Linked DNA regions of Sus scrofa: region 2 is linked to region 1. Evidence: chromatin contacts called from public HiChIP or PLAC-seq data. All regions are on one chromosome and are shown on one strand. Each heading gives the region's core, a stretch centred on a gene start, on an enhancer-like site or on the middle of the called end of the contact. The rest is flanking DNA. Distances are from core to core; before and after follow the strand shown.

Region 1 (6,959 bases), core at 1,702-4,201:
AAGACCTGAAGTTGGGCAGTTTGTGGCTTTTCTATCAACACCAGAGTTTTAAAGACAAAAGCCTTTTGGAGCTCCCGTCTCAGCAGGCAGAAGTGAATGCGACTGGGACCATGAGGTTGTGGGTTCGATCCCTGGCCTCGCTCCGTGGGTTAAGGATCTGTTGTTGTCGTGAGCTGTGGTGTTGGTCGCAGACGCGGCTCGGATCTGGCGTTGCTGTGGCTGTGGTGGAGGCCGGCGACTGTAGCTCTGATTCGACCCCTAGCTGGGGAACCTCCATATGCCATGGGAGTGGCCCTGAAAAAGCAAAAAGATAAAAAAGACAAAAGCCTTTGGATGAGGGCATGGAGCCCTTCCCCGGGAGGCTCTGTCCAGTACTGTAGCTCTGCCAGGCCCAGGCTGGAGATGGCCGGCCTTGGGGACCCTCCAAGAATGGCCCCTGGGCTGTAAGGGAGCATAACGCCAGTCGGAGGCCGGGTTGGATCTGGTAGGGCCAGTTCTGGAAACAGAGACCCACGGGGCTCAGACCCTCATGTCTACAGGCAGCAGCAGCAAGGCGCGGCCTTAGGAGAGCTTAGGTCCTTGGTGCTGGTGGTGACGAGGCTGGCGGTGAGGATGAGACTCAGGACTTCTCTGCGCCAAGCAGTTGGTTTCACAGGCATTGCTTCCTGCAGTCCCCTCTCAAGACCCCTGCGTGGAGGAAACAGCCGCAGAGAGGCCCGAGGGCACGAAGCCTGCGAGCATCCGTCAGAGTTCAAGGTGGTCGGCAGCCTCGAAGCCCTGGAAGAAAGTGAAGGGACATTGGCCTTGGCCCATGTTGTATTCAGGGGACATATATTTGATCCCTGTTTTTACAGATGGGGAGCCAGGGGACCAGAAAGGCCCGCCTTTTCCTGATGGAGTCAGGTACACACCTGACGGGTACCGCCTCCTCCATCACCCAGGCATCCCTGTGGTGTGAGTGATCTGCCATCCGCATCTGTGTAGATGAGCAAACGAGGCCTGAGCCTACGTGAGGATACACCTTGCAGGTGTTCGCAGCCGGGCCGTCTGGCTGCAGCGCCCGGGCTCTTACCTCCCTGGGTTGCCCAATATTGGAATGGATGTGCTAGACTGGCCAGAACCCAGGGCTGCCGACTCCCAGGTCATTGCTCCGAGGCTATGTGGAGGTGCTCCCTTGGGATGCCTTGTTCCTTTAAGGCACCCTCGTCTGAAGCCCAAAGACTGAAATTACACCCTGCCGGTTCTGGGAACCTCAGGCTGGAGAAGAAGGAAGCTCTCGATGGGGTGTTCAAGTCTGAGCAGGTGTTCTCTCGGGACGCTCCCTGCTTCCTCCTCTGGCTGGGAGGGAGCCCAGGCAGGGCAGGCAGGGTGGGGCAGCCCTGTGTGTGCAGGAGGCAGGAGGGCCCAATAAAACAGGCCGAAATCTTCCCGCCTTCCTGCCTTTACCCAGGCGGTGCCCTCATCTCCTGCCTGGCAAACAGCGAGGCATAACAATGAGAGTTCAAGGTTGGCGTCAGGAGGTCTGAGTTCTGGTCCTGGCTCTGGCACTCACTCCTGGTACAGTGTTGACCCTGGGCCGTTTCCTTATCTATACTGTGTGTGGTGGTGGTAACAGCAGGTAGATCAAAATCCTCTGGAATTTTTAGTTAACACCTTCTTTATTAAGCACCTACTATGTGCCAGGCACTGGAGACACAGCATGCGCAAAAGCAGGTTCAGGCCTTGCTTTCATGGGTCTTCGAGTGTAGTAGGAAGTTTAGTAGTGAAGATTAAATCTTTGCTGACACTAATGTAAAATGCCACCGTTACCAATGTTTTAAAGGCCTGCAGATCTGGAGTTCCCGCTGGGGTGCAACAGAATCAGAGGTGTCTCTGTAGTGTCAGGATGCGGGATCGAACCCAGTGGGTGAAGGGGTCCAGCGTTGCCGCAGGTCACGACTGAGGCTTAGATCTGATCCCTGGCCTGGGAACTCCATATGCTGGGGTAGCCAAAGGAAAAAAAAAAAAAAAAAAGAAGGAATTATTAGAAATTAGGAAAGGAAAAAAAAAAAAAAAAAAAAAGGCCTGCAGGTGTAAGGGAGCCCGGTGGGAGTAGGGGAGAGGCAATGGCCGACAGTCTGCGGGGCAGTGGGGAAGGACGCAGGGCAGATGTGGGCTACCACTCAGGGTGTGGAGGCCGCTTGTGAGATGGTTCAACCAGGGAGGAGGCCAGTGGGCCTGGGGAAGCAGGCAGTTTGGCTGCTTCAAGGCATTGTGGGCCATGGTTAGAGAAGTCAGTGAAGTTTTGGGGGTGTTTTTGAGGGGGAAGGGGAGGACTAGGGAATGAGAGGAGCCTTGAGAGCCAGAGATGGTTACATTTAGAATATTGGTCAGCGTATCTCCCATGGAAAGAGTTTTCAAAAGCCACCACCTCCGAGGAGCCTTCCCTGATTTCTCCGCCTTGGCCCTAGGGTGTTCCTCCCTTTCTGGCCGGCAGCCCTGCTGGGCAAACTCAAGCCTCCGGGGCCGTCAGACCGGGGCTTTGCCTGTCTGCCCTGCAATCTGCAACACACCGAGGCTGCAAAGTCCTCTGCCTTCTCGGGCCTCAGTTTTCCCAGCCGAGCAGAAGCAGGTTGGCTCCGGACCCGCCCAGCGCTAACGCAACGTGATTCGCTCCGGCCGGAGCGCTGGGCCGCCCGCATTGCTGCGCAGGCGGCAGGCCGCCGGCTGGGGCACAGCCGCCCGGCTGCCGGCGCCTTCCTCCCGGGCCGGGGCCCGCGGGAGCGGATCGCGGCGCCGGCCGCGGCGCAGCGCCGCGCCGGGGCGGGGAGGGGGGGCGAGACCCCCGCGGGCGCCCTCCGCGCGCGGCCCCGCCCCCGCCGCCAGCGGCCCTGCGGCAGCCGCGGCCTGGCTCCGCCCCCTCCCGCCGGCCGCGCTCGCTCCGCCCGCCTCCCTCGGCCGCTCGCGCCCGCCCCCCCACCCCCGCGGCCGGCTCGGCGCTGACTCCGCCGCACGCTGCAGCCGCGGCTGGAAGATGGCGGGGAACGACTGCGGCGCGCTCCTGGACGAAGAGCTCTCCTCCTTCTTCCTCAACTATCTCGCCGACGCGCAGGTACGGCCGGCGGGGCCGCGGGCCCGAGGCCAGCGGGGCTGAGCCGCGGGGGCTGCTGCCGCAGCCGCAGAGGCCGGCGGCAGCGGTGGGCGCACTGGGGGGCCGGGGCTCCGGGGTGCAGAAGCCCTGTTCGGCGCACCCCGCGATGCGCTTCGTGAGGGTCACGGGGAGCTGGGGGGCCGCCGAGCAGGCGGGAGCCTTGGGGGCGCCACGGCTGCTGGGGAGGGTCTAGCCTTGGTTGCTGGGCGTCCGGCCCCCCCCCGCCCCGGCCGTGCTGGAGGAGGGGGGGGTGTTTGCACGCTTCTTTGGGAGGTGGAGCCGCGCCAAGGTGTGCGGGACCCTCAGGCTGGCTCTGGGTGCGGGAGGCGCGCCCTCAGGCTCTCGGCACTTGCCGCCGTACTTTCACGTGGACTTGTGGCCCGGGCACAGGCGCCTGCCCCGGTCCCCGGAGTCCCCTGACCCCCCTCCCCAGTCTCCGATACCCCGCGTTCTGCTGCTGCCCCCCCGAGGCTCCCCAAAGCGGCCGCAGCGCGGAGTTTCCTGCCAGTTGCCCGCTGAGGGCGTAGGGGGTCTGTGGGGCACGTGGACGTGCGGGCGGGGATAGCACCTTCCTGCTTTCGCTACTCGGCGGAGCCTCCGGGGGCCAGAGCGCGGCGGGATGGGGGCGGAGGACGGTGTGGGGGCGCCTGGGTCCCCCTGCAGCGCGCGGCCCCGGTGCGCGCTCGGCGGTGCGGGGGGGAAGGGAAGGCGAGGCGGCGTCCCGGGCTCCGGCTGCGCCTGGGAGCCCCACCGGCGACACGCGCGTGACAGGAGAGGGTGCTTTGGTGTGCCGGGAGGGGGGAGCGAGGAAGCCGGGGACGTGGAGACGCGGGCGGGGGGGTGCTGCTGCCCCCCGCGGCACCGAACATGCCTGCGCGGGGCGTGCGCGCCCCCCGCCCCTTCCCCGCTGTCCCCCACCCCTGCCTGTTGCGAGCTTAAAGTTTGGCCCCATAGTTAGGGCTTTCCGCGCGGGCGCCCCGCTGCGGGCAGCCGGGCGGCGGGGGACGCGGCGGAGCCGAGCGGGAGACCCCGGATGCGGGCGCACGCCCGAGCGCCGAGAGGGGCCGCCGGGCGCAACCGGGCGCGGCTCGCGAGGGCCGGTTTGGTACCTGGGGCCGGAGCGCCGGTGCCGGCTTGCTTTGCATAACACTGGGAGGGAGGGGGAGGCGGGGGGCGGGCGAGTGGGAGGGGAGAGCGGGAGGGAGAAACTTTGCTTCTTGTTAGAATCCGCCTGTCTTTGGGCGGCAGCAGCTGTCATGGGACCCGGTGGGCGGGGAGAGGCTTGCGCGCTGACTCCGGGCGGCGAGACGCGCTCCGAGGGGATGCCGCAGCCGAGACGTTCCGCTCTGGGCGGACGCCGGCGGGCGAGTCCCCGCTGGCTGATGGGACGGCGCGGCACGGCGGGCTGTCGCCGGGAGGAAGCCCGCCACGCGCGGGAGGAGGCCAGCCCGTGCCCGCTGCGGACGTCCATGCGTCAGGGAGCCGCGGGGCCTCGTGGTCGGTGGCGGCGCGCTCGGGTGGGTTCCGGGCAGGGGCCGAGGGCGCCGGGGGCGTGTGATCGCGCTCGGCCAGGCCGGCGGGAGAGGGCGATGCGCGGTCCGCGCGCGCGAGGCTGTGTTTGTGTGCACACGCGGCGCGCGCCGGGCGCGTACCTTTACCTCTGACGAAACTGCGGTGGAGCTCCCGCGGCGGGCACCGGGGCCGTGGCTCGCCCCGCGGCCGTGTCAGCGCCCAAGGCGGTGCCCAGCCCCGGCACCGCCCCGCCCCCGCAGCCCCCCAGCCGGCAGGCGGGGGCCGGGGCACCGTTGCCGCTGGGACCGTTCTGTCCTCGGCCCTCGGGCTGGTCTGGGTGGGTGACTCCAAACCTCTCAGCCAAGACGCCGGTGAAGGAGACTTGGAAGAGTCCGGAGCCCCATAGCAAACACTTGTCCGCTTTGGCCCCGACCCCCGGTTCGCACTCCATCCTCGGTGTTCTTTGGCTCACCAGTACTTCATCACTGGCCCTCTCAGCCGCCCGGCGGGCCTACCCAGCAGGGATCTCTCACCCAAGGAACCTGGAAAATTGGGTAATGAGGTAGCGGCAGAAGCGGTGCAGTGAAAGTTAATCTGGGACGTTGGCTTTTTTTATGTAACCACGTGACGGGCCGCGGCGCTTCGGTGATCCTTGCCGGCCCAACTTGGGAAATGTAACTGAGAGGGGAGCTTTGCCGCCGCCCCTAGAAGGCTCAGCCAGCCGGCGGAAGGGGACCTGGGCGGGCCATCGCGGGCCTGCTCATTTTACAGCTGGGGAGAGAGGCTGTGAGAGCCCCGCGGCCGGTACAGGACCACGCAGCCAGTGGGTGACAGAGCCACCCAGGGCTCCTGACTCCAGGTCCTGTGTGTTGCCTGGAAATAGCACTGGACTTGGAGTCAGAAGGCCTGCGTGGAGTCGCCTTCGCCGCTCTCTGGCTGGGTGACCCCGGAGCCAGCCCTTTGGACTCTCCCAGCCTCCCTTCCGCCATCTGTCAAATGGGGCTGGTGGCGCCCGCAGTCGGAGCCCGTGGCCGCTGGGGGTGAGCTCTGTTTGCATGCGGGATGTCCGGTTGTTGCTGCCACTTCTCCCCCCCCTCCCCAGCCCCTCCTTGACCCTCGCCCCCCATCTCCCCCTCGGGAAGGGGTGGGAAGAGTGAGGAAAAAGGTCGTTGATCAGCTTTCTCCCCAAGTCCTGTCTTTGGCGGCTAATCCGGAGTAGCCAGAGGGAGAGCTTCTGTTGAGGAGACTTAACTTTCACCTCCTCAGGTCAGAGTTCCGAAATTCAGCAGGCCGAGGATTGCGAAAGCTTCTTGGAAGGGTTCGGGGCGTGTGTCCCAAAGGCCTCCGGGTGGGCCTCCCTCCGCTCGCCTTCGCCCCTGGCCTGCATCGCCCTCTCCTGCAGCCGGCAGGCCTCCCGACCCGGCTCACTCTGCTCCCTCCCCTCGGGTTTCCTTAGGCCGCGTTGCACAACCGAGCCCTTGGTGCGTGAGCCCCGTGTCCCAGGCAGATTCTGGAACCGGAGGAGTCGTGCCTGTCATCTCTTTGTGCCCTCGTGGCACCTGTTACCGTGCTGAGTGCCTTCGCTCGGCTTTCGGCTGGGCACAAGACCTGCAGGCGAGGGCAGCTCTTAGGCCGGCCAGGGGGGGACAGGGGACAGCTGGGCGGCGAGCTTGGGGAGAGAGGAATGCAGAGGGCTGCAGCTGTGGGCAGCGGCCGAGGCTCCGGAGGCCACACTAAATATGGGTTGTTTGAAGTCGCTTGGTTGCTTGGGACGACAATCATAGATGCCCAAAATGTCGAGTTGGCAGGAACCTGATGAATCATCGGGCCCAACCCCTTATCATTGAAAATATTTAATTACAGAATTGTTAGAAAACACTGGCCAGCGTCAAGGACAGAATGGAAAACACGTGAGCTTACCCGACGGAACCGCTGCTGCTTTTCATGTACACTTTCTTCGCCTATTGAGTCCTTTCGATTGTGTCTTTTGTACAAAGATGGAGCCGTCCTTTATCTGCTAATTGTAACGTGGAATCACACTGTTTTTTAAACTTGCCTTTTTTCCCTTCAAAGGATTATGCTGTGGCTATCTTTCTGTATCAATAATTCTTCTACTTAGTATCTTAACAGTTACATAGTATCATGGATTGAACCAAAATGCATTTAATTCATCCTTTATTGGTAGTCATTTAAGTAGTTTCTCTCTCTTTTTTTGCTGTTATGAGCCACGCGGAAATGACTGTCTTTGTATATATCTAAATTCCTAGAAATGAGATTACTCTGTCAAGGAGCTACACATGCATTTGGTCAGCAGCCT
Region 2 (6,959 bases), core at 2,561-5,060, 210 kb after region 1:
ACCTCAGTTTGAGAGCAAGGTCCCAACTGGATTCTGATTCTAGAAGAGGGGGTGCAGGTTGACCAGAGCTGGAAGAGGCGGGGCGCACTGGTACCCAAGGCTGGTGCCGAAGCCGAAGACCCCCCACCTTCTCCAGAGCCCTAGACAGTGACTCTAGCCCCTGACGGTGGTAGGGCTGGCAGGTGTCTAGCTGGCTTTTTTTTCTTTTCTTTTCTTCCCTAAGGAGTGAAGGAAAAGGAGATTTGGCACCGTCTGTCTTGGCTCTTAAGCATTAGGAGACACCGAAGCCAGGCTTTGTTGGCAGATTTACAGCCTGAGCTTGAACCTGGCAGGGTCTGCGGTGAGGTCCTGGGGCTTTTCTCACGGGGTGGCCACGTTTGAACAGGAATGGTGATGCTCTCAGCTGGCGTGGCCGTCCTGGCGCAGCGGAGGCGAGTCTGACTCGTATCCATGCGGGGTATCAGCCGAGTAGCGTGTCTCAGAAGCACAGTGCCTGGGCGAGAGCCCCGGTCTGGGTAGGAAAGGGAGAGAAGGCCGTCGTGCATCCCGGGGGCGTCACGGGAGCCTGGACGTCGGCAGGATGAATGCAGCGGGCTCCGTGGTCCTCGTCGGCGTCCTCCGTCACTTGCTTTCCTCTCCGTCTTGCTGTGCACGAGCCGTGCCTTCAATGTGCCGACACCTGCTGGGGACCGGCGCGGCCGTCTAGGGCCTGGCCGGGTGCCGGGCCTGCAGCGCTAAAGCCAGCAGGTGGGCCGAGGGTCGCCCTGCTCGTAACGCCCGCGGGCACGTGGAGCTCCTTTCGGGAGGGGCTGAGCTGAGCCTGGGTGGAGGTCTGAGAGGGAGGCAGGCCGCTGAGGCCCAGCGGCAGGCACGGGTGCCCTGGTCCGGGTCTGCTCAGGGAGGGCTCGCAGGCGGCGGGATGAGAGCCCGAGCCGTGGGACTCGGACTTGGCTTAATTTTTCTGTTCTTTAGTGCTTCATTTTTTTTTCTTCTCCTGTTTGATCCGTTCTCATGATGCCTTATTTGAAACTGGGCTTTAAGAACTGCAAAAAGGGAGCAAACTGGATCTAGAAAGCTTTAAAGCTCTGAATGCACTTGCCTTTTTTTTTTGTATAAGAATTTTAGATAATCATGAATCATTCCTTTGAGTGCTAAGAACGAAAAGGAAAATTATAATGCAGTAGGCCAAAATAATAGGCCAGCTGATTTGGTTAGCATCGCTATTACTAAGGTAAAAGACGGAGTTCCCGTCGTGGCTCAGTGGTAACGAACCCGACTAGTATCCATGAGGACGTGGGTTCGATCCCTGGGTTAAGGATCCGGCGTTGCCGTGAGCCGTAGTGTAGGTCGGAGACCTGGCTCGGATCTGGCGTTGTTGTGGTTGTAGGCCGGCAGCTGCAGCTCTGATTCGAACGCTGGCCCGGGAACTTCCTGCAGCAAAAGTGAAATAGTGCTGAAATACTATAAGTATACAATTTTAGTGTTTTTTTTTTTTTTTTTAATGTTAGTTACTTTAGAAATGGAGAATTTAGACATAGGAGTAGGCAAATTATTTTTATAAGATCATTTTTATCCTGACAAGGACAATTTTTTAAAGTGTTTGGCACCTGAAAATAAATCGTTAGGAGAATTAGAGAAGCACATATCAAATGGTGGTTTTTTTTCGGTGTGTGTTTTAGTCTTTTCTTGGCGTGTGAGACAGGGAGGCGTGTGGATGGAGAGAGCTGGCCAAGGAAGGGCACTGATGCCTTCCTGGAGATGCCCTGCTGTACATCTGCTCTGGAATCTGTATAACTTTCTTGGACTTGAATTATGGCTCTGAAATTGGCTGAAGAATTACGATCGTATTAAAAATACCAATAGGAGAATTTCTAACGGAGGGCTTTTTACTTGGCAAACGAACAGCTGGCTTCAGCCAGAGAGGATTTTTAGCAGCAATTTTAAGAAGCTCCTTTTAGGGAGGTTCTCCGACGCCACCTCTCCGGTCCGTAAAGTAATGAGTCGCTTGGAATGAAACCCTCTTGCCTTGTCAGCTCACATCCGTTGGAAGTTCCTGGTTGAGTTCTGACACTGCCATGATTTGTCAAAAATTAGTGTGCACGAATCAGTGTGTATAAAACTTCCTTTTTGGGTCTCCTTTGCCGTTTCTCATATAAGCCCAGGCGATACCAGCGTGACAGGTGAAGGAACCTAAAATCCCAGCCTAAGGACACTGCCTTTCTTCGTAGTTATTCAAGGCTGATGACTTTGTGGAATTTGTCTTATACCACGTATGTCTTTTTTAATTAAAGAAAGTGCCTTGATGCAATTCCGCTGAAATCGCGTCTGGCCCCCTGTGGAGTGAGGGTGGGTTCCGGACGGATTTTGCAGCCTCCGTTGCAGGAGAGGGCAGTCAGTCAGAGGCAGGCCCTGTTCTTCTGATCTCTGTTGGTGATGTTTATCTCATAAGATCCTGTATGTATTGAGATTCAGAGATGTCATTTCATTTGTCTGCTAATAAATTGTTGCGTTCGTAAAATTTTGCTGTGTCTAAGTGATTTAAGGGCAAGGGAGGGGTGGATTCTAACTAAGGAACACACTCGGGTTGCCCCGGGGGTAAAAATGCCATCTCTTTCCCATCAGACCCGTGTCTGTCCTTGGAAAGTCAGGAAGCACAAAGAAGCCTCATTCTCTCCTTTTTGCCTCGGGGTCCTGAGTGAGTCAGCGCTTTGGGGACTCAACTTCTCCACCAGGGGCAAGGCGGGGAGGACAGATTCCAGTCCTTAGGCTGCGGGACTGCTGTTGCCCCCTGTGCTGAAATCACACAACCCAGGTCCGCTTTGCGGCTGTCCCCACACTGAACTCTGAGCCACATCGGCCCTACCCGTGAGGTGGGGCTGCCGCCTCACGTGGACCGAGACGTGGCCACGCAGGGGCACCCGTTGGAAGGACCGCTCTGCGCCCCCCCGCCCCCTCCCCAGATGGAAGCGGGAGCGAGTGCAGGGGCTCGGGGCGGTGGGCACGGCCACGGGGCGGGGAGCTGGACTGAACGGTGCCCTCAGGCCATCTGCCCGCAGCCTCTGGGCCCCGTGCACCTGCTCCCCAGGCTCCCCCCCTCCACCTGGAGGCTCTGCCCCTGCCTGAGCTCCCGTGCGTGGCCTTCGCCCCTCGCACGGCACGGCTGCCTTCACTGTGCCTTTCAGGTCCAGCGGCCACAGGTCAAAGTGTGGCTCTTGGAGAAATACCCACCCGTGATTTCTAAAAAGCCTGGGTCGCGGAGCCCTGTATCCCGAACACCTCGCACTGCAGGCTCTCCTCAGATGACTGCAGCCACGGTCGTGGCTTCCTCTGCCTTACCGTCTGCACGCCAGTGGCCGCCAAGCCTGGTGCCAGCCCGGTCTCTCTCGAACACCGACCAGCAGCTGTGCGACGGTACCGCGGGGCTCTGCCCGCCTTCCCGGGGCCCCTCTCACGCAGCACGCCCCGGACGCCTCCTCTTTAGCTTGTTTTGACCACGATGAGACCTGGCTACGAAAGCCAGAAACCTGGGACATTCTAGGTTTCCTGCCCTCACTGTCTGTCGTTTCTTTTCTAGATGATGCCGCAGCCTGACTGGTTTTCTGTGTCTCTGCAGGGCAGCCTCTGCACTAGTTAGCGATTCCTAAAGAAATAATGGGGCCTTTGCCTCTTGTAGGTGCTTCTCGAACGCTTCGAGGGAAAGGCCGAAACGAACGCTTTGGCCACCAAGACCGTGACAGCTCGGCTCTTGGCTTCACGTCCAGCTCCTGTCCCGCCACACGTCCTCTGCTGGACACGCCTCTGGTGACCTTCGCTGTGGCCCTTTATCGGTACCCCAGGCTCTTGTACATGTTGTTCCCTCTGCCCGGAGTTGCCTCCCAGCCCCACCAGCCGAGCTCCCGGGTCCTCCTTCCAGAAACTTCATGGTAAGTGTCCCTTGCCCGCGGCCACGTTGCCTGTGCCTCTCTCGTGGAGATGCTCCTTGGGGCTGTGTCTGCTCCCGCGAGTGCTCTGGCTGTTCTCTGAAGCGGCACTTACCGCTCCGTATTACTTTCTTCCTCTCATGTATCTCCTGTCCTAACTGGGCTGCTTGAGGGCTGGGCCATGAACCTTATCCCTAGAGCCTCTGTGGCCAGAAGTGGGTATTTTACAGGGTCCGGTATTTCAGGGATTTTTTTAGAGAGGTGATAGAGTATCTGAGCTTTAAAGAGGACATGCCTCTTCTCCCCCATACTTTGTATCACGTAACTCTGAATATACACTTTTTTTTAAAATTTGCTTTTTAGGGCCACACCCTTGGGAAACGGAAGTTCCCAGGCTAGGGGTCAAATCAGAGCTACAGCCACCAGCCTACACCCCAGCCACAGCAACACGGGATCCGAGCCACATCTGCGACCTACACCGCAGCTCACGGCAACGCCGGATCCTTAACCCACCGAGCGAGGTCAGGGCTCGAACCCGCAGCCTCACGGACGCTGGTCGGGCTTGTTTCCACTGAGCCACACCAGGAACTTCCTGAATATACTTTGTATCATGATTACTTAGGAGTGTTTTGCACAATAAACTTGCAAAACGGGGTTGTTTAAATTTTTCGCAGGAGTTCCCGCTGTGGCTGTGCTGCAGTGGGTTAAAGATCCAGCTTGTCTCTGTGGAGGCGTCAGTTCAGTCCCCAGCCAGGGTGGCGGGTTAAGGATCTCTTGCTGCAGCTGTGGTGTGGGTCACCGCTTCAGCTCAGATTTGATCCTTGGACCAGGAATTTCCATATGCCATGGGGTTGGCCAAAAAGGTAATAATTACTACTGGTAATACTAGATCCCCAGTATCTCAGTGGTTACCCAGCGCATGGGTATGTCTGGGGGGAGGGGGGGCGGCTGCTCGCTAACACTGGCGCTTGCGCAGTGAGGCGGTTATGTGCCCCGGGGCAATCACATGGCTCAGGGTTATCAAAGGGCGAGCGGATAGGTGTGCTATGGCGTGGGGCGGGTAGTTTGAGGCGCAGTGTTTTTGTTCTGTTTTGTTGCTGCGGCTGCAGCGGCTCGATGTGGGATCAGCTCCAGACCGGGGATCGAAGCCAGGCTGCAGCCGTGAAGGCACCAAGCCCTAACCCCTGGACCAGCAGGGAGCTCCCAAGGCACAGGCATTTCCAAGCCTGTAGTTGAAGCAAGTCCCGCGTCGCAGGATCCCTTGTCTCAGGTCTCTCGCCCCCTTTGCTCAGCGTCATCTTTCTCAGGCTCCACCGTAAGAAGTAAGGAGCAGGTCTCCTGAAGGTTCGGCCCTGGGCTGGACGGGCCCCCTTGTGTAGCCCACGCCTGCCCTCCGGTGGCCGGAATCTGCTACCGCACCCCACCTCGAAGATGACCACCGTCCAGTAGCGCTGCGCCTGCAAGTTGGGAGACCACCATCGTTCGATGTTATGATTGGCTGGAAGGATGAAATAATAAGAAAAGAAGCAGTGCTGGGCATGAATAGGCAGTCAATAAGTCTTAGCTTCCTTCCCTTAAATTTTGTTTTTCTGTTTAGGGCCACACCTGCAGCATATGGAAGTTCCTGAGCTGAGGGTCAAGTTGAATCGGATCAGAGCTGTGTCTGCGACCTACGCCACAGCTCATGGCAACGCCGTATCCTTAACCCACTGAGCGAGGCCAGGGATCGATCCCGCGTCCTCATGGATCCTAGTTGGGTTCTTAACCTGCTGAGCCACAGGGGGAGCTCCTTCCTTCCTTTTAAATGAAAGAGCCCTTCTTAGGAACAGAGCAAAGAAGACTCCTTGAGTTTTATCCGTGATGGGGCTGGGCGTTCTGGAACACCGAACCCCAAGATATTTTAGTGGTAAGGCAGGTCCCTGCCTCGAGGTAAAGTTCCGAACAGGACGGGCGGTCATGACACAGAGCGCCTTTCTGGCACACTCTGTCTGGAGTGGCATCCTCACGGCAGCGCAGTCGAGAAGGTCCTTGGTCCCAGAAGGTTACTTTCCAGAGTGGATTGGTCAAAAGGGACAAAACTGAACCCTCACGTAGGACAGGAGGGAAGCGGGGGGCCACCGAGGGCCTGGTGAGGACAGCAGACCACAGAGGGAGGGTTTCTACCTCTTTTAGTTTAAAAAAGTGTCAAGACCCCCATCATCCGACAGGCGCAGCGTTTCGCCGGAGGTAACCCCGCCTGCAGAAGCCCGCTTTTGGACGCGACGTCCATCGGCTTGGGCTGTAATTCGCGTGACACGTTAAATGAGTCAGGAATGTGGGCGCGCTTATTTTCTTGAGCAAGTGTAGGCACTTACTGCCTATTCAATAGGCAGAGCCCTTGGACAAAGCCTTTCATGTCAAGATGTTGGGTGTGGAGATGGAGAGCCCCCCGCACTGGCTTTGTGTGGCAAGAAACCGGTGTAAGCAGCTATTAGCTTCCACCGTCGAAGAGCAGATCGTAACCTGGGCCCGGGCGACATCTGAGGAAGAGCTGATGGAAGAATTCTGCAACTCCCCTTGGACAGAGGACGGCCCACCCCACCTCCCGTCATGTGCCCGTAAATCAGTGCTTCACACAGCTTGAAGCATCAGGTGGCTTTGACGTCTGGCGGATGTTTCGTGACGCTGGGCACGGCGCTGGGCACCACGGCGCTTGCCAAGGTGGACGGGTCCCTGCTTCCGTGGAGCTTACGGTCTCACCAAAGGGCCCAGAACCCTGACGAAACAGCGACGTGCTTCGCTGAGTGGGGGAGACCAAAGTGCCGCGGAGCGAAGGGGAGAAGGGCCGACAGGCGCCGGCGTCCTCAAGAAAGCCCGGAAGGAGGAGGACTCCAGGTAGGTCTGGAAGGGCAAGGCCGGCTGCGCAGAGGACAGGGTGAGGCCTTGGGCAGAGGCGCACGAGCAGCCTGGGTGTGGGCCGTGAGGACCATGCTGGGGCGGGGTGGGGGAAGTGCGCACACACACACACCCACACACACACCCACACCCACCCACCCACAC

Evidence for each region. HiChIP or PLAC-seq counts read pairs in DNA pulled down with a chosen protein or histone mark.
Region 2: a contact with region 1 is called in an H3K27ac HiChIP or PLAC-seq map of skeletal muscle, with 4 times the contacts expected there. The contact joins the promoter of HMGXB3 here to the promoter of PPARGC1B in region 1. A contact is called at or near these places in 1 of 5 promoter capture datasets (liver), 1 of 47 Hi-C or Micro-C datasets (heart right ventricle) and 1 of 2 datasets of contacts at active chromatin or transcription factors (skeletal muscle).

The regions. Positions count from the first base shown.
Region 1 is chr2:150,820,387-150,827,345 of Sscrofa11.1, forward strand. PPARGC1B (peroxisome proliferator-activated receptor gamma coactivator 1-beta) reads left to right here and starts at 2,952. Exons shown (of 11, transcript XR_002342022.1): 1 at 2,952-3,091. MIR378-1 (microRNA 378-1) reads left to right here and starts at 5,479; the gene lies at 5,479-5,558.
Region 2 is chr2:151,024,966-151,031,924 of Sscrofa11.1, forward strand. It overlaps HMGXB3 (HMG domain-containing protein 3), which reads left to right and starts at 3,811. Exons shown (of 20, transcript XM_021085011.1): 1 at 3,811-3,923. SLC26A2 (sulfate transporter) reads left to right here. Exons shown (of 4, transcript XM_021085016.1): 4 at 1-2,518.